Regions from separate parts of the Zea mays genome. Here region 2 is linked to region 1. A link is a contact called in public Hi-C data. All regions are on one chromosome and are shown on one strand. The core of a region is the stretch at or near the end of the contact, and the rest is flanking DNA. Distances in the headings are between cores, read along the strand shown. Region 1 holds the start of LOC542018 (fatty acid elongase 1). Region 2 holds the start of LOC100193064.

Region 1 (3,103 bases), core at 257-2,756:
AGTGCTCGAAAGCCAGCTTGAAGTCAGGGATGTATGGCTTGATTTTCATCTTGAGCACCTTCTTGGCAATCAATGTGCCCATGAAGAGAAGTTGCTCTGATAATGGGAGCACCAACGGCCCCAGCGTGGTGATGTTGGTCTTAAGTGCGTCTCCGGCCACTGCCATGAGGTCCTTGGACAGTGACACGCCAATCTTGCCAATCTCATCTTCCTCCTGTGTCACGCAGCCGAAGCACTTGTCGTTGGCGCCCTTGTGCGTGCGCACCGTGTGCACCAGCTCATACTTGGACCTCCGCCTGTCAGACCGCCTGTTCGAGAGCAGGATGGCCGCGCCACCCATCCGGAACAGGCAATTCGACACAAGCATGGACCGGTTGTTCCCAAAGTACCAATTCAGTGTGATGTTCTCCATGCTGATCACCAGGGCGTAAGAGTTGGGGTGCACCTGCAGCAGATCCTTGGCGAGGTCGATGGACAGAAGCCCGGCGCTGCAGCCCATCCCGCCGAGGTTGTAGCTCACAATATTCCCCCTCAGCTTGTAATGGTTCACCACCATGGCTGACAGCGACGGCGTCGGGTTGAACAGGCTGCAGTTGACCACTAGGACACCAATGTCCTTGGGCCTGACACCGGTCTTCTCGAGCAGCTGGTCGATGGCGCCGAACATGACGGCGCGCGCCTCCTTACGCGCCTCGTCCATGCACGGGTTAGGGGGCACCCGGAGCACGGCGGGGGGAAGGTACGTGTCCTCGCCGAGGCCGGAGCGCTCGAGGATCTTGCGCTGGAACTCGAGGTTCTCGTCCGTGAAGGATCCGGTGAGCTTGGAGCAGTGCATGAAGGTCTCGCGCGTGCACTTGCGCTCCGACTCCGGCTTGTAGCAGGCGAAGTCGAGCAGGTACACGGGGCGCGGGCGGGTGAGGAAGTAAACGGTGGAGAGGAAGACGAGCAGCGTGGAGCAGGCGACGACGGAGAGGAGGTTGAAGCGGAGCTGCTCCCACAGGTCGGCGAGGTCATGCGGGGAGACGGTGGAGAGCTGCACGGCGACGAGCGCCATCAGCGGCGACAGCAGCAGGTACATCCCGTGGGATATGAGGTAGTGGTACCCCAGCTTCACATACTTGAGCCGCACTGACTGCTGGAAGTCCGGCAACCGCCTCCGTGGCTGCGCCGGCGGAGCGGGGGCATTGGGCGGCGCTGACGTCTCCATTCTGAAAACAATAGAGACTGCTGTCAGAAAGTCCCAAATGCCAGGATCTCAGCCAAGAACTTCTGGATCTCTAAAATCGTGGTTCAGATTGGAAACCGCAGAAAATCCAAATCTAACGCGGGCGAGTCATCAAGGTTTTCAGGCGTACCAGGAGGAAGAAGCGGACGTAAGGAGGAGGCGACGACGGAGGGAGAGAAGGCTTAAGCCGGCAAGCCGCCGCCTTCCCTCTCTTGTCTCTCGATCTCCGCGCTAATGCGGCCGCGAGCGCCACGGGGAGGCGCCCAGCTCGGTGGTTTAATAGGGGGCAAGGGAAGCCACGCGAAATGAACAAATGGAGAAGACAAGGGGGCCGTTGAAGAGGAAAGTTCATCTAGCCCCTCCGTAAAGTTCTGTAAATCTAATTTGGCCCCAAAAGGATTTGAGCTGGGCACCGCACTGTGCAGCTGGCACCTGAAAATATTATGCCACCTTTTGCCAAGAAGTACGAAGGCATGTATGATTGTTGAGAAAAAAAATCTTGCAGTTATCAACGTAGTATACGTTAAATAAAAATAACTCTGTAATCATATAGTGGGGCGAGGATTCATATTCAAGGCAATAATTATCTAATTGTCGTACATTTTTTCTAACGCTTCGTTTAGATTATTGGAATTGAATTCCATTCTAATAATAGTAATTTAGGTATATATTAATTAATCTAATTAAATTTTATATAAAATATATTTGTATACTATTATTAGAAAGATGTCGGAAATATTTATGTGTTATAATTTTACTATAGAGGAGTGAGATAAATAGTGTCATTTAAGTTACAGAGTAGAAACAAATTATACTACTGTATAAAATCATTTCTCATCCACCACCCCATGAATTTGAGATAGCCTTATATCTGAACTTTAGAAAGTTGTGGAATGTCAAATTCTAAACTAAATAAGTTACTTTATTGAATAAATTCCAATTCCTCTAAAATAAAGAGATCCAAACGCCCCGTAAAAGAAAAATCGTCCATTTCTTTAAAGCACCTTGGCACTATTTTGAGTCCTTGGCCTCATAAAAAAACACCCTTTCTCTACAAGAGTGAAGTGGTTCGATAGATTCTAATTCAAAGCGTGTACGTCGACTCTATAAACAATCAAATTTTGATTAGAATAAATCTGAAAACTTACTATAAGACGGTTAGGGATTATTGCCAGAGCGCTAAATGCACAAATAAGAATTCTATATATTTCATAATTGTCTTTTAAAGTATCTCCAACAATACCTTAAATCGGTGCCTTAAATTGAAATATAGAGCTCTACATAGAAAAAATTAATTCAATAATACCTCATTTTATAAAATTTGGTTAAAAAATTATAAGCATGCTCTCAATTGTCTTAAATATAATACATCGCAGTGAGCTGCCCTATAATCTAGATTTAAGGCTTTACTAGTTGTGTGCCCGTACATTACAACGGGAACATATAATACCATTGATAGCTTATGTACGTTGGGATGAGCATCGACATATATCTGACCGGATCTTCTTCTTCCTTGGGGATCTGGAGAAAAGCCTGTTCGGAAGCCAAACATGTTAAGACCTGATCATGTGCTGCCCTTGTGTCTCTGATCATCATCAGCACAATGTTCGACGCTTGTATGAGTCTTGTTAATTTGCATGCCTCGTGCATAGTCTCTCAACCATCAATTCATTATGGTATACAGAATTCGTGTGAGTTGTGACAAACATTATCAATTTCATATAAATTATTTTAAAGAATCAATATAGAGTTTTATATGATAGAGAAATACATGTGGATTAAAAAATGCTAAACAAAAGATCTAAAATATAATAGTTCGATCAAGTTGCATAAGATGTACAATTTTTCAATTGCTTCTGCATTTGAAAGTCCACCTTT
Region 2 (3,103 bases), core at 208-2,707, 280 kb before region 1:
GTGTCACTTGTGCGTTTCTTTATTGTGATTATTTTCTTCCATAGAGTTCTCACATATTCACTTGTGTTATTGTTTCCAAGTTTGATACATATCTTAAAGGAACAATCAAGTGAAGAGTTCTCTTGTTCTCTCTATCTCTATTCATCTCAACTTGATTTTGGTTCTACTAACACTTATTATAAACCAAGTTTGTCTTGTTTAGAGTTAATTTTTGCAGGATCACCTATTCACCCCCATCTAGGTGCTCTCAGGTGCTCTCTATGGAGGCGCGGACGGTCCACGACACAAGGCCAGATGGTCCGTGACCTAGGCATAGGAGTGGCTCCTCCTCTGTGTTCATCCGGACGGGCCATGCCTAGGGCTTGGACGTTCTGCGATGGCGCATAGAGTCGTCTTCTTCGCAGCAGACCTAGATCTCGCCTCCAGGGAGGGACCCCGTCGAGGAGGAGAGATCCTAGGGTGTGTCTTGGCATCGACAGCCCACCCAAGACGCCTCTAGTCGACGTAGAGCCGAAGAGAGGTGAAGATTCGAGGTAGAAGAAGGCTAAACTAGGGCTAAACTAAAGCTACTCCTAATGCATAAGGTAAAAACGATAAGTAGAATTGATTGGATCGATTGTGGGGGTTCAATCGACTGTAACCCTTCATCTATGTATAAAGGGAGGAGGTCTAGACCTGTTATAAGTCGGTTCTCGAGTTAATCCCGCTAGAAATCCGGAACCCTAACTGATTTTACGCATGAGCAGACCGTCCGCCTACCCATCTTGGGGCTTAACACTATTGTGCCCTTTTCAGCCGTGGTTCCACGCCGCCATACTCGACTGCCATGGGAAGGCTCCGTCGCCGCCTCATGCTTTAGCCATGCAATACAAATGCAAGGCCCGAGCCCAAGCCGGAGCTTCGACCCTTGCCACCGCATCTGCTCCACACGTACTGACGCACACATATTCGCATGAACCCCCCTATCCACAGTCGTGCCCCGAGATAACATCATAACACCGACCCACCAATCGACAGCATGAGCCCCTCAAACTGGAATCTCGCATTACACGAAGATCGGTTTCGATGGAGAATTTATTTAGAATTATCATATTATATACAATAAAATTATAGATAAAACTTTTTTAATAAAAAATCATTTTATATTATTTAGATATTTAATTTTATGAATTTGTAAGTAGTTGATAACCATGTCAAAAGAATTTAAAACTAAAAATTATTTCCTTTTAAAAAATGTCGCTGCGTTATAAAAAAATGTTTATATAATACTCTATCATTTTTTATCATTGTTTAGTTGAAAAATAAACTAGTGGACGACAAATATTAGTTAATATTATTAGTCAAATACTACCTCTATGTTTTTTATTTGACCCTCACAAAACTCAAATAAAAAATCCAAGAGAGTACAGCCTAACAGCACCCACGAATTTACCCAAACGCCCCTGTGGTGCCGCTCGTTTTCTCTTCGCCTTTTCCTCCCCTACTTTTTCCTGCTACTGTTCACGCTCTACAGTACGGAGGCTCCTACGTGCAGGTAGCTCCCAGGACCAGATCCGAACCCTAACCCTAGCCAATTTGGTCGGTGATGGAAGAGCACGTGCCTCGAGGCGGCGGCGGCGGGAGGCCCCCGATCCCGGCGGCGGCGGCGAGGAAGCCGGCGCTCGCGCGGCACTCCTCTTTTGTAAGTCCGCTCTCCTGAATCTGGCTTCCTCCGCGATTAGCAAGATGACTTGCCTGATCTGCGCGAAAGTTGGCAGCTTTTGTGTCACGGGCGGCTTGATTAAAATGCTTAACCTGTGTTGTTTGGTGTGGCTGCTGCCGCCTCAGCTGCGTGCCGCGAGACGATTGTGCCAAGGCGCTAGGATTTGCACTGGTGTGATGGATGGGACGGGTTGTCCTGGGTTTGGGAGGTGAGAAAAGGAGGGGGAGGGAAAAGAGGGCGCTGAAGCTCCTGGTACATCCTTGTTTGTACTAGAGTACTGGTAGGAAGAGGGGCAAGACGCTTGGAGCCATGCGGTATATGTGGATGCACGCAATTGGTTCGGAGTCTGGAAAAGCAATTATAATTGATTGTGATCCGGGGGTGTTTTGAAAAGGCTGCTTTGGATTAAATGAAATGATAGGTCATATTATCGAATGGAAGTATGGAACAAAGTATGCTGGCAGGGAACATTCCAGAATGTTTGTGCGAAGCAAAAATTGGCTTGGTACCTGATGCTTCCCTAGTTTTCTTGTCGTGTATAATTTATTGCAGACACATGTACATGGTAATGGACATGAATACATAATGATGTAACTTTTCGTGACTTGGGGTTTTTGTTCTGGTAAAGATCATTGTTTTAGCATGCCTCGTGGTGAAAAGGTTGGGTGGTTCGAGTACATGGAAAGAGGGCATAATTGAACTGTTAATCCAGTACTTATATGTCATGAAAAGTCCCCCCACTCCCTGTTCTGGCCTCATGCTCCCCCACCCCACCCCACAAGAACATTATTCAAAGTTCTGTCATTTGTTTGCTACTCTGCTTTATATATTGGTTGATCAATAAATTTCTCCAGTCCTGCACAGTTGGAAAATGAAAACCCCTAAACTAGTTTTAAACTCCACCATCGAATGGTTTTATTTTTCAAAAAGCTCATGAAGCGGGAAGAAGCTATTGACATGCCAGAACCGTGACTAGGGGCTCATGTGGGGTTTCACTCTAGCCTACCCCAATTTACTTGGGACCGAAAGGCTTTGTTGTTGTTGTAAAGATCATAAAGCAAATTTTGGAAGCAGAAGCTGATAGGTTTTGGTTTTGATCTCATAGATCTACTAGGTGCCTGGTTTTTGTTTAGAAGTTTTGGGATCATGTGATGGATTTACTTGATATAATGTGATTAATAAGGCGATATATGTTCTGCACAAAGGCACACTCAGAGCACAAGTTTGTAGCTCATCTGCTGGTAGCACGGTGTGCGGTACATGCACGTAGCAAATAAGAAAAGGTGGTACATATGGCATGTTTGCCTTTTATCCTTTAATTATAGTGAAGGAAATAAAACAAGGCTGTTACTTGAGTTTGAAAGTGCGTATCCTTGTATGTTTGATTAGTTCTCTCTTGTC

Evidence for each region. Hi-C and Micro-C count contacts between places; a contact is called where the count stands out from the background.
Region 2: a contact with region 1 is called in a Hi-C map of leaf, with 6 times the contacts expected there. The contact joins the promoter of LOC100193064 here to the promoter of LOC542018 in region 1. A contact is called at or near these places in 2 of 25 Hi-C or Micro-C datasets (ear and leaf).

The regions. Positions count from the first base shown.
Region 1 is chr9:92,185,934-92,189,036 of Zm-B73-REFERENCE-NAM-5.0, reverse strand. LOC542018 (fatty acid elongase 1) reads right to left here and starts at 1,506. Exons shown (of 2, transcript NM_001279650.2): 1 at 1,356-1,506; 2 at 1-1,208. The coding sequence starts at 1,207.
Region 2 is chr9:92,464,753-92,467,855 of Zm-B73-REFERENCE-NAM-5.0, reverse strand. LOC100193064 reads left to right here and starts at 1,457. Exons shown (of 4, transcript NM_001138230.2): 1 at 1,457-1,681. The coding sequence starts at 1,586.